2 separate regions of the Mus musculus genome follow, and region 1 is linked to region 2. The links are chromatin contacts, called in public HiChIP or PLAC-seq maps. All regions are on one chromosome and are shown on one strand. The core of a region is the stretch at or near the end of the contact, and the rest is flanking DNA. Distances in the headings are between cores, read along the strand shown. Region 1 overlaps Nf2 (neurofibromin 2). Region 2 holds the start of Cabp7 (calcium binding protein 7).

What was found. HiChIP or PLAC-seq counts read pairs in DNA pulled down with a chosen protein or histone mark.
Region 1: a contact with region 2 is called in an H3K27ac HiChIP or PLAC-seq map of embryonic stem cells, with 9 read pairs. The contact joins the enhancer-like site here to the promoter of Cabp7 in region 2. A contact is called at or near these places in 12 of 39 promoter capture datasets (3T3-L1-derived adipocytes, the HPC-7 cell line, HPC-7-derived erythroid cells and 7 more), 2 of 15 datasets of contacts at CTCF or cohesin (large pre-B cells and pro-B cells), 11 of 484 Hi-C or Micro-C datasets (bone marrow-derived macrophages, embryonic stem cells, forebrain and 4 more), 9 of 115 datasets of contacts at active chromatin or transcription factors (differentiating embryonic stem cells, embryonic stem cells, forebrain and 2 more) and 4 of 9 other capture datasets (adipose tissue, embryonic stem cells, liver and 1 more).

The regions. Positions count from the first base shown.
Region 1 is chr11:4,800,333-4,806,804 of GRCm38.p6, forward strand. It overlaps Nf2 (neurofibromin 2), which reads right to left. Exons shown (of 17, transcript NM_001252250.1): 6 at 5,922-6,004; 7 at 3,346-3,421. Among named protein-coding and RNA genes, the nearest start is that of Nf2, 46 kb to the right of the region's middle. Within about 2 kb of position 2,794, at least 95 of the 459 cell types and tissues checked have an H3K27ac peak or open chromatin away from gene starts, as enhancers often do. A contact at or near this core is called in adipose tissue, bone marrow-derived macrophages, embryonic stem cells and 4 more, where this site is marked.
Region 2 is chr11:4,744,062-4,750,621 of GRCm38.p6, forward strand. It overlaps Cabp7 (calcium binding protein 7), which reads right to left and starts at 3,118. Exons shown (of 5, transcript NM_138948.4): 1 at 2,558-3,118. The coding sequence starts at 2,666. It overlaps Gm35102 (a long non-coding RNA gene), which reads left to right and starts at 1,765. Exons shown (of 4, transcript XR_003949631.1): 1 at 1,765-2,517; 2 at 3,257-3,424; 3 at 3,711-3,763; 4 at 3,868-6,560.

The DNA.
Region 1 (6,472 bases), core at 1,544-4,043, 56 kb after region 2:
TGAACATTTCTCCTGTTACAGGAAAGATAGTATTCTTGTCTGGCATGTACAAGATCCTGAATTTGATCTTCATCATCACACACACAAAATTTGTTGGATTTCTAGAAGAAATGTTTAGGTCTAGGGACTAAACAGCCTCATTTTAGGTTAAAATGCAGCTCCATGTAGTTTTACTATATAATACCCCAATGTGGTATTAGCTGCAGTATCTAGGTGGTGGGTATATATGGCATTCACTAAAAACTTCATTCTCCCATGTTTCAAATGCTTGATAATTGAACATTGGAAGAAATAAAAAAATAAATTATATATAAATTACACTTCAATGAACTTGTTTAAAACACCAGTTAACGATATGAATGCTATACCTCTGAGAGCAGCCCTAGTCAACAGTTATTGCTGCCAGAGGCTTAGTGCACGACTCCCAAGCTACTGACCAGCTGTGGAGCCACTGCCCCTGTCCTCACAGGCAGCTGAAACAAAACTCCTCCCACACACAAGGAAGCTACAGCTCCCTACCCCTCGCTGACAACAAGGAAATTGAGACAAGACTCAAGGGAAGGAGAGCAGCTCTGCAAACTGAGATGGTGCCTGGGCTGTGACCAGAAGTACCAATCTAACAGCAGGTGTTGGGGGGAGGTGAGCACTTGAAGAGGAATCTCTCTGCTCCTTCTAACACCTGAAAGCAGGCACTACCACCCAGTCAGAGCGTGGTCTATTTGTCTGAGAAGCGTTTAAAGCTGATGTGCTGACAGGAGGGAGGCTTGAATCCTCACATCTGAACAGCCCCTTATGGAAAACAAGGTATTTCCTTATGTTTCTGCTAAGTCAGCTTACATAAAGATAGAAAGGATTCCACCCTCTTCTCCTGCTGTGACTCTCACACTTTTATTAGATATTAGAGATGGTAGCACAAATAACACCTCTGAAATTGTTTTAATCACATGGTACTCCATTAATACGTACAAATATCTATCAGTTAAAGTAAAATGTATTAATAATTTCTCATCTCTAGTTAATAATAGAATTTAAGATGTCTAACATAAAGTCACTAACTTTATTGTTCAACATAAAAACATATAAAAACTAGTAAATGCTCATCTAATTAATGTAGAAATATTCCTTAATAAGCTGGTTTTTGGACTGCTGAGATAGCTTAGTGGATCAACATGCTTATACCCGATAACTTGACCTCAGTCTGACCCCAGGACCCACTTGGTAGAAGAGAATTCTAGCATGTTGTCCTCTGCCCACCACCACAAACATAGATAAACAAATAAATACAACAAAATATACAAATATATATTTTTTTCCTCCTCTAAGTAAAATAAATTTGTAAGAAATTCTGTTTTGGTTTTCAGAGAGGTTTTTCTGTGTTAGTCCTGGCTCTCCTGGAACTCACTCTATAGACCAGGCTGACTTCAAACTCACTTTTCAACTCACAGAGATCTGCCTGCCTCTGCCTCCTGAGTGCTCAGATTAAAAGTGTGTGTTACCACTGCCTAGCCCAAGAAATCCATTTTCTAAGGATTGCAAATGCTTTTTTCTTTTAAACAATTAATGTTGGTGGTGGGCAAGAGACAAAACCACAGAAATGCATTAGTCTAACCTCAAAGAAACAGATGTCAAACACAAACTAATAAAACTTTTAATTATTTAATACTTACTAATTTGTGTGTGTTGTGTGAATGCATGCTTATGCCACAGCACACATGTGAAGATCATAGGACCATGTGCCGTACAGTAAGAACAAGAGTTCTCTCCTTTCACCGTGTGAATTCCATGACCTGAACTCAGCATGTCAGGCCTGGCAGCAATTGCCTATCTACTACTCCATCTCACTGGCCCTCATGACACACGAGAAACAACCTTCTGCATTCTTTTTTATTCTTATTTTTTTAAAGATTTGTTCTTATTTTGATGGTTTTTAGTTACGTATTTCTGTGTCTGTGCACATAAGTGCAAGTGCCCTCAGAATCCACAGGCCTCAGATCCCCTGGAGCTGGAATGTCAGGCAATTGTGAGCCTCCCAAACCACGAGCTGGGACTTGAACTCAGGTCCTGCTACAAGTAAAATATCTTTTAGGCCCTTGCTTATTGTGGTAGTACATTTCAGTGTGCCCTGGTTTTTTTGTTTGTTTGTTTGTTTTTTGTTTTGTTTTTAAAGTTTTTTTTAAGATGTTTATTTATTGTTATACATAAGTACACTGTAGCTGTCTTCAGACACCAGAAGAGGGCGTCAGATCTCATTACCGGTGGTTGTGAGCCACCATGTGGTTCCTGAACTCAGGACCTTTGGAAGAGCAGTCAGTGTTCTTAGCTACTGAGCCATCTCACCAGCCTTTTGGGTTTTTTTTGAGACAGGGTTTCTCTGTGTAGCCCTGGCTGTCCTGGAACTCACTCTGTAGACCAGGCTGGCCTTGAACTCAGAAATCTGCCTGCCTCTGCCTCCCAAGTGCTGGGATTAAAGGCGTGCACCACCACACCCGGCTTATGCCCTGATTTTTAATGCAAAAAAAAAAAAAAAAAAAAAAAATCCACAAAAACCTGCATTTAGGAAACAAATTAAGTAGAAAGCTATCCTAGAATACTGAAATCATGCTTAATTCAATTTACTCAACGTTAACATAAAGGCTGTCTGTAGGACCCCAAAAGGGGGAAGCAAAGAGTTTGTGGGATAGTCCAGGGGATGGCTGCAGCTGACCTTCAATGGCTACTCCTCTGTAGCCAAGCTTCCTGGCACCCGCCACCCAGCAGTGAGGAAAAGCCCGGTACTTGGCATGTGCTCCTCTGGAGGAAGCCATGAATACCGCAGCCAGCAGCCAAATCCCCCAACGAGCGAGAAACACGCTCTAGGGCCAGACCTGAACAGAACACAAATGCCTTTCTCTGCAGAGGCATGGTTCCCGGAGGCCTGCAGACCATTAATGGTCTGAATAGAAAACTAATTAGCCTCACAGTGAGAACAAGAGTTCCACCCAAACAAATTAGGAATCTCTAAGAGCAGTGGGCCCCGGGGAAAGACATTATTTCCAGGTGCTCCTTGGATTTCCCAAGAGGCCGGAATAATCAAACATTACATGGCCAGCATTCCAACAGGTCTCTGCTAAGAAGAGAACCGGGCCTGAGTCCCTCAGGGTACCAATGACACTTAATTTGATCTATTTCTGATCTAATTCGAAGCCCCAAATGAAACCAGGCTCTCGACCTTGTCTTCCCGTTTCTTCTTTACTACTGAACCATAAAGACTCTAAGCACCCTGGGATGAGGAAGTGACCCATCTGCCTGTGTGGCCTCGACTCAGTCTTTCTGAGAGCCAGGGAACTGGGGAAGGAGTCAACGCACCCGGATTGTAAAGTAGTTCACACCATACATCTCCAGGTCCTGAGCTATCTTCAAATACTCCATTTCAGCTTCATCCCTGTGAGGAGAATAGAAGACACCATTATTAGGGCTAAGTGACAAGGATGAAGGACAGACTCTTGCCAAGTCAAATATTCTGAGCATGCCTCTGGTGAGATAGAAGGGACCTGCAGAAGATGAGACAGACCAGACACAGCAACACTTTTCTCAACCCAGAGATTCCCATCCCCGTGAAAATAAGAAAACAGATTCATTACACTGACTCTTGGCTTCAATTTCACACTCTGGCCTTGGTAAATAGTGACATCTGTCTCAAGTGATTTAAAAAAAAGAACGTGGGGGCTGGGAGTGTAGCTCAGCAGCAAAGCACTCACTCCGCATGCGCAAAGCTCTAGGTTCCATCCCCGGCATTGGCAGAAAGAAAAAACAAAGCCACAGTGCATTCATTCTTTCCGACCTCAAATGCACGAAGTCACTGCCTGTCTCTGTGTACTTCCTTAACCTAGAGCTTCAGTAATGAAGGGGCCTCTCTAGAAGCTGACAACACCCACTTTCCTGGTTTTATCTCTTGGGTTACTGCTGAAGATTAAGGCAAGAACTATCTGAGCCATAAAACCCAGGCCAGTAGGTGAATGCTTCTGTGTTGTAAGTCGAGCTTAAAGCAAGCTCTGGATGCAGCAGTGACTTGCAGAAAACTCCCTGAGAGGTAAAAGTACTGAAGTATTTAACTCAAGCTTCCCTGTGACCTTGTTCTTGTCCTCTCTCTCATCTCGAAACACTCTCGAATGGATTTAAAAATTCACCCTGAGAGAATGCCAAGTGTTGGCAGGCAGGCGGAAGAACCAGAAATCACATACACTGCTGATGCAAAGTGATTCAATTACTTTGGGAAACTATTCAACATTACCTATAACAGCAAAAACCAAGAAACAACCCAACAACCTAGGAGTCTTTCAACAGTAGAAGGGATAAATAATCTGTTATAGTAATATACTGGAATTCTGCACAGTCATGAAAATGAGGGAAAATATCACTACACGCCATGCACTCAAATCTCACAAGATGATCTTGAGGAAAAGGTGGCACTAAAAATAGAAATTGGTTTTATTTATCTAAAGTTTAAAAATGGTTGATGGTGGCTTATGGGTGCAGCTCAGTGGCAGAATAGTTACTTGCCTAGCATGTGAGAGACCTTGTATTTCATCCTCAGTGCTACAAAATAGTAATATAACAATGGACAGTAAGGGAGGGCAAAACTAATCGATGTGAGCACTAATTAGAAATTGGGGGAACTGGGCTGGGCACGGTTACACAAGCTTTTAATGCCAGCACTGAGCAGAGGCAGGTAGATTTCCGTGGGTGAGGGCCAGCCTGGAGAACACATAGTCAGCTCTAGATAATGACTCAAAAAGAAAAAGAAAGAAATTGGTGAAATAGGTATCTCTGAGTCATCGTCTAGTTCTTACTTACCATTTTGTGGTAAATAATCAAGTAGTATACTCAAAATCTGTCTATTTGGTGGGTATAAACAAAAAATAAAGATACAGGAGCTAGAGAGATGGCTCAGTGTTAAGAGCACTGACTGCTCTTCATGAGGGCCTAGTAATTCCTAGCACCCACCAGAGTCCCACAACCATTCAGTTCCAGTGCCCTCTTCCGGCCTCCTCAGTCACCTTGCATGCACATGGTACACAGACATACATGTAGGAAAAATAGCCATATACACAAAATAAATCTGAAGAAAAAAATATAGCAGGAAGCTGATTTGAAGGACTGGGGTAGGGCGCCTAACACAGAGATGATCAATAGCTGAAACTACCAAGGGAATACTTAAAACAAACTATACATTTTAGTGTTTTATTTTATTTGAGACAGGGTTTCTCTGTGTAGCCCTGGCTGTCCTGGAATTCGTTCTATAGACCAGGTTGGCCTCAACTCACAGAGAACACCTACCTCTGCCTCCTGAGTGCTGGGATAAAAAGTTTGTGCCACTACCACCCAGATTGTGTTTTAATTTTAATTTAGTAAAATTGCAGATTGACTAAAAACATAGGGCAATAGGAACATTCTAATACTGCTGATGGACATGTGCCAAAAGGTAAAAAATTTTCCTTAGTGTCACCTACCAAAACACAACTCACCCTCTGGACTTGTGTACCAAGATGAGACTGTGCACTGCAGAGCTTTCTGTAAAGGGGAAAGCATGCAGGGATTCTAAGTGCCATCAACACATGCCTGAATGCAAAAACAAAGGGCTCCAGACAGTGTTCAGCTAAACTGCCACCGAGCGCACCGGGTTTGTACACCCTAGGTTTCAACCCAGGGTCTCACGCATGCTAGGCAAGCTCTCTACCACTGAGCCACACATCCAGACTGTCACATGCCCACACTACAATAAGGATGTACATAAAACTGAAGAGCAACATTATTCCAGCTCTGGCTTGTTTTATATACTTCAGGACTGTATTGTGTCCAGTGAGCACACCCTAGTTTTACAGTTCTTTAAGGGTAGGGGAGGAGGCATGAAGGACTATAAACCAAGGATGAAGCAGCCTCACCTGGCTCTGCCCCGGTGCTCCGCATACCAAGCCGTAATTCTCTCCTCCCACATTTCCGGAGTCATCTGATAGAGATTTATCACCTACCAAAAGACAGCAAAAGAAAAGCCCACATGCAAAGCAAGTCTGGGTATTGTTTGCCATTTTTATTATTATGGCTCATTTTTACAAAACAACAGAGCTATTTTTAAAAAGCTGCATGCAGGGAGAGGCACACATAGAGGTGGGTGTGTAAACAAGCACTGTTCCACTAGAGCAGCAACCGGAGAGCTGCAGGATGCCTCTAGCCTAAGTACACTCCTGGGCTAGGAGTGGCCCTTTTGGCTGCTGGGGCTGTTCATCTCAGGGACCACCCTGACAGTAGAGCAATGCTTACTCACTGGCCGTCACTGCACAGAAGTCATCAAAGGACAAGGAAGGCAGGGTTGGGGGAAAGCCTTTATTATCCAGGGACAGATGATAAGTGGGGCTGTAAGATAGGAGGCAGCCAAAGGCTGCTCTGTGTCTAACGAATACAACCAACAAGATGGAGGATTAAAAGGCCCTTCCCA
Region 2 (6,560 bases), core at 1,868-4,367:
GGTCCTCAGCTTGCCTCCTTGGCCCAATACTCATGCCCTTTGCTGCCCTGCTGCGAAGCCTGCTTCAAGCTCGTGAGTCTGGAGTGCTCTTCCTACATTTGGGTCCTCAGCCCCCATGGCCAGGCCCTGTGCTGAGTACTCCCACAGCATTCTCGGCCACCATCCGTCCAGGTGACAACAGTGCCATCCGTCCGGGTGACAACAGTGCCAATCCCCTTTTATTGATGGGGAAAGCAAGACTCTGAGAGGCGAACTCTGAGAGGGAGAGTCCAAGTTCACTCCCTGAGCCCAGGGTGTAGAGACTCGAACCCAGTACTGCCTGACTCTTCTCCTCTCACCCCCACATTCTACTCTTCCCTTGCTGCTTCTGGTCCTCCTCCCCCATGCAGACTGACCGCCCCCTGGATTTCTGCAGCAGGCAGCACGAGGTGTCTGCAGCATTTCACCCCAGGTCACCGACTCCCTTGTCTAGTCTATGGGCTGCTTCACTGATCCCTTCCAGCCAACAGGGCCTGGGTCTTACCCAGACTGCCCGGGGACAGGAAGAGTAGTGTGTACTGGAGAAGTTAAGGAACCAAAAGTGGCATCTGTATGAAGGACAGCCGCTCTGCACCCAGCCCTGGCATTCAAGACCCACTGCAGGGAGCCCAGAACCTGGTTTTCAGCCAAGGAGGGGTCTGGAGAACTTACTGCCTTAATGTGTAGATGCCCATAGGCATCTGCTGGCTCTGTGCCCTCCACCTGCCAGTCACAGGGATGGCCCTGTCCTTCAGGTGCCCCCTGCACCAGGGCCCCTCCTCTAGTCCAAAGGGGACCAGAGAGAAGCAGGGAGTGTATTTGATGTGATGGTGACTAACAGCACTGGGCTTCTGCCAGCATGACCACGGGATGGCTCGGAGGGAGCGTGGGCCTCCTTGCCCTTGCATTGCCCACCCTGGCGCTTCTCACCCCTGCACGACTGTCTCTCTCAGCTTCTCGATAGCCTGACTGGGGATCCAGTGAGACCTGGAGTCATGGGGCCAGGTTATGTGGGGGGTGCTGGGAGCAGGGGAAAGGAGGCTGGATCTCTCTGGGGAGACATGCCGCCTCTGTCCCAAGAGTGGAGAGAAAGGGGTGGATGGACGCTTCTGCGTGGCTCAGAATTAAAGGCAGTAAAGGAAAGGGAAACTGGCCTGCGCCCTGCACCCCTCCCGGGCCCCATCTCTTCCCCTCAACCTGGAGGAGGCTCTGCTTTGGTCCAGACAGGACAGGACCTGGGGTTTCCGGGGTATAGACTAAGCACACATCCTTCCATCTGTGCCTCCACTGTTGGGGCTGAGAGCCCCTCTGCGACTTTTCCTGCTTCTGAGTTCATGGGGGGTGTGGGAAGTGGGTGTCTGGTGGACTGTGGTGCAGTGAGCATGGCAGTTGCACCCTTTCTCTCTCTCTCCACTGTCTACTCGCCCAAAATTTGCCCCAGACCAGGCCTGGGCTGAGGACAGACTTCCCGAATGGCTTCCCCTGGGCTCCCACTAGTATCCTTTCCTATGTTGGTCACTCCAACTCACTCCTATGAGCCCAAGTGGGACCCCAAAGCTGAGACCCCTTGACTACAGAGACCGGAGACAGGCCCATCATCTGGGTAATCTCAACCCCTCCCCCAGCAGCCGACAAACACCCTAAGGGACCAAGACTCCCATCAGCTCAGAGTCTCCGACTCCACTCCATATGGGGCCTCAAGAGGCCTGGGGGGAGGGGAATCTTGAGCACACCCCCGCCCCCAATCTCAGCAGAGAAAAAGCTAGGAAGGCCCCAGGGGTCTCACTGCGCCCCAGGACACTCAATCCAGGAACCCCAGCCTCGGCCTGCTGCTCTGATCTTCAATAGCCAACTGCCTGCGTGCGGTCCCTATTCCCGAAAGGCACGGGGACTAGGGTCGGGGGGAGGTTTAGGTTCCGGCCTCTGCCTTTCCTTCCAGGCTTTTGCTATCGCGACCGAGCCTCCCAATCCGGCCACTTGTTGTCGCCAACGCCTCCCAGCTGCCTCGGCAGCGCACGGGTGGGGGGTCCCTCGCAGGGCCGCAGAAGGGGATGGGGGTAGCCCTGCACCCAGCAAGAGCGGGGCAGTCGCCCTCTCTCCCCTTCTCCCACTGCCGGAGCAGATTGGATTCTCAACGCGACACGAGCGGAATGTCAATAGGAGCGCAGAGCCACGGGCGGGCGCCGCGGAAGGGATCAGGATGCGGACGCTCCGGTGGCGGGCGCGGGGGGCAACAGCTCGGACTCTCCACTTCAGCCCCCGCCGCCTTGCCGCACCGTCACCGCCGGCCACGCGGCCCAGTGACCCCGCTGCGGGGCCCCGCAAGTTTCCGCAGCGCTGGGGGCCACGCGGGCAGGGGCCGGGCTGCTCCTGCGCCGCGGCGACCCCCACCGCGGCGCCCGGGGCCACCCGGCCGTCCCGCCTCCCGCGTAGCCGCTCATCCGAGTCGCGCAGCAGGGTCCCGGGCTCCCCGGGCCAGCGCGGCACCAGGGCGCACAGGTAGGAGGGCTCGTGGCAGGGGTCCCGGCAGGGCACTCACCCTCTAGCTCGTCCTCAGGGATATCCACCGGGCGCTGCTCCGACAGCAGGTTGGGCACGGTGTAGATGCCCCGGTACATCAACGCCGCCGTCACCGGGTGGAACGGCATCTTGGAGGCTCCGCGCCCGCCCGCCCGCCGCAAACTTTGAGGCCGGGGCTCATGGGCCGCCGGCGGCCCCGGGGGCGGCTGGAGCGGGCGGTGCGCGCGGTGCGGCGCGCAGTGGCGGCGGCGAGGCAATGGGCACCCGTCCGGGACCTAGCGCCCCTGCGCCCCGGGCTGTCGGGCCATGCCGCCGGCTCCTTCGTTGGGATCCCGGCCGGGGGCTCGCAGGGATGGCGGGGGCGGCGCCGCTCCGGCCTCTTGGCTCGGACCGCTGCGCGCTGCGCTCCCTCCGCGCGCTCCGCGTTGCTCGCCGCCCGCTCGTCCGCTCGCTGGTGCGGCTGCCCGACCCGCCGCTCCGGCTCCCGCCGCTGCCGCCACCGCCGCCGCCGCCACCGCCGCCGCCGCCACCGCCGCCGCCGCCGCCGCCTGCACTCCTCACTCGCTCGCTCGCTTGCTCTGTGCGGCGCTCGCCGCGCTCCCGCCTCCCCCGCCCGCCCCTCCCGCCCCCGCCCCTTCCCGCTGCCGGCCCCTGAGCGGCCACCCCAAGCCCTCCCGGGCGCCTTCTCTGGTTCTCCCCGACTCTGCTTTTCCCCCAGTCTGCTTCGGATTGCTGTCTCCCGCACCCCACGTTAGCAGCCAGCAGGACCCGGGTGGTGTGGACCAGGGGTGGAGCCGTTCCTTGTACCCCCTATCCCACCTGCCTCCACTAACCCTCCCCCAGCGAGAGCGGAGAGCTGAGAACTAACGACTAGAGACCCAGAAAGGTGAGGTTGCTCCAGGCGCGAGGGTCCTCAGGACCAGTAATCCTCAAGTTGGTGCCAGGAGAGGCTCCAAGGTGGGGAAACTGAGGCTTAGAAAAGGACATTGGCCAAGGTCACCAGGCAGGGCCAGCAGGCAGAGGCCAAGCACAGATCTGCAGGAGACTCCGCTGGCCTGTGGCTGACACCAGCAGTTGACTTGATCCCACAAAGGGCTGTTGTCCTGGCTCCTTCCTGAGCCCTTGCCTCTCAGTTTGCAGAGCAGGAGCCAAGGTCTGTCTCATGTCCCCAGGGGCCATGAGGAGGAGGCAGACGACCCAGAGCCTGTTGGTCACATGGCTGCAGGTTAGACCTTCCTCCGGTCCTTAGCATGTGTTCTATGGGGGTGGGGGTAGGTGTCTGGAGGGGGGGGCAGCATGTGCATGCGTTTCTCTTCATCTTTCGTTCAGGACACTGTGAAGATACGTTTTCAAACCCACTTGCAGATGAGAGTGTTTGAACTGTGCACGGCCACCTACATGTGAGCTGTGAGCTGGCAGCGAAGGGCAGAAGCCCGGAAGCAGGTGTGGGCAGGTGCGAAGGCCCTTGGGCTGGGAGTGCTATGCGTATCCGAGCACAGATGTGTGTGTCTCCGTGTACAATTATGGGATCTGGTGAGCCCCTGGCCTGGGTGGGCCTCAGCTGGCCTCAGTCTCATTCCTGGAACCCTCATCTGAACTATCTCCCTGCCCCCTTGGGTCCAATCAGCCAAAGGCCCCAGCAGGAAAGCTGATTGCCACAGCCTGGCCATGCCCTTCCCTGGCTGATTACATTTTTCTGCTTGTTTCTGCTTTTGTCGCTGATTAATCATAGCCCTGTCTTGGCGCCGGGAGAGAGGGGCTCAGTGAGAGACAACACCCCCAGCCACCCTGGGCCAAGGCAGGCCTGAACCTTTAGGACTTGTCTAGGGCTCTGGGTTTCTCATAGGCATGTGAAACCTGTAGAGAAGCCAGACAAACCCTGGCTCCCATCTGAATGTCTGTTCCAGGCTTCTGGCCAGTTGCTATCTATTCAGACCTATAGTTGGAGTCGTAAGAGCCCCTGAGAAGCACCCATCCCCAAAGCTCTTCTTGCGCACTTGAGCATCCATCAGGTCAGCTGGGTGCTTATGCTCCTTTAAGATTTCTGATAGAACAGAGCTGTGACGCAGGAAGAACTAGCCGCCAACCCAGCGAGCCCTGGGCTCTTGCATCTACCACCTTGTTTCAATGGGACCTTAGCCATACCCCTTAACCTCTCAGGGCCTCTATGTTATTTCCTGGGCAGAGGTGAGGATGAAGCGACTTAACATGGAAGGTGCCTGATGATGCGCCCTGAATCTCTTGGGAGTTTCCCATTAGTATGGGAATTCTTCCATGGGAATAAGAACAGTCACTGGGGGGTGTTGTAGGGGTGATCTGCAAGCACCTTACTTGCTAAGCCTTTCCAGACAGTTTGCTATTGGGCTAAGGGAGAGAGCTGGAGTCTGCTATCAGACTGGCAGGAAACACTCTCTCTTGGAGCGTTCTTGGGAGGCTTCCCTGAAGCCTAGCTGCCCAGCCAGGGAAATCTCAAAAGAAGGGGCAAAAAGAAATCAAGAACTAATCAAGTGGGAATCCTTCACAGACCAGGCCCTGGGAGTCTGCTGAAGGTACAGGTGTCCCTGGATTCAGGGGCTGCCCCCACCCCGGACATTAACCTTGGTCCGAATCCAAAGGGTCAAGGTGTCCAGTCATGTGACCAGGGTACTCCCCAGGGCAGGTAGCCTCCAGATCAAAGTGGCAGATAACGAAAGATAGCTTTAGTATCATAGTTTACCACACTCTCTAGGGTCATCTTTGACATTTCAGTCCCCTGGTGACTCAAAGCTGGTCCCTCTTCTCTCCCCTGAGGCAAAGCCACAGCCCAGGACACTAGCTATTGACACAGTGGGCCACCTCTTAACACTGTTTCTCACACTAGCAGCTATACCTGTTCTGCTTTGTCTGCTGACAGGGGACATAGAACATCCCTGGGCTATGCAAGCCACCTGCCTAGTCCCTCTCCTCAATGCCTTGCTCCCATTTACGGGTAGGGGCATGCCTGCTGAGGGAGCTGTAGGGACCAAATCCAGCTGCAGAGCCCTTTGAGGAAGAGCTGGAGTTGAGAACCCAGGCAGAGGCAGGAGGTCCTGAAACCAAGCTCTGGGACATGCTGGCCCTCACCCATCTTCTAGACTATGGAATCCTGGCTGCCTCTAGGAACCAGTCAACCTCCTCCACCCTCCAGTGCTGTGTATGACATTTAGTGTCCTCCCTGAGCCTCAGCTTACTTGTTTATTAAATGGGAGAGCATCTAAGTGCATGCGGGACAGTCAGGCTCTGTATGTCACACATGTGGGGTAGGGAACATGGTGGCTCTTTATCTCATCAAGCCAGGAGAAGTCTGCTGTGGAGTGAAGTGGTTCGAGATCACTCTTAGCTTTAGAAAGCGGGTTCTGTGGCTGCATCCCTCAGACCCACCATGTGTGGCATGGAGCTGGGCTGGGGTGGAAGAATAGGAACACCTGTGAAATGAATGAGAGTGAGTGACAGTCACCCACCTGGCCTGCGGCACAGCAGCCCTGTCCTCTCCACTGCACATCAGGGGAGCAGATGGCTCCATCACAAGGTGTGAATTATGTCTGTCGCTTCCCCCTTCTGGGGAAGGTGCTACTGCCATCACATGGCACTCCTTGGGTGCCCACCGGGAGAGACGCTTGGGTCCCAGGTGTTTCCAGGGATCTCAGGGACAGAGGTTTACCAAGCCCCGAAACTGACCCCTTCCTCCCAAGACCTGCAGGGTTCCCATCCTGCCTAAGACCAAGGTCCTACCTTCCCACTGCTGGAGGCCTCTCTTCTCAAGAGAATACTTCCAGATAGCGCATTCCCTGGCTGGACCTACCCGCTGATACCCGCTGCCTCTTGAACACCCACGTTCAGCACCAGGGAGAGCGCCCAGCAGAGCTCGGGCAGGCCCTGAGCTGACCCAAAGTGAGCTAGCAGAGCAAGACAATCCCAACCAGGGAGGAAGGCGAACTGAGGAGAAGGTAGGCAGGAAGGTCATGCCTGGGCCATGGGCCACAGTGTTGCCAGAGCCAAGAGGC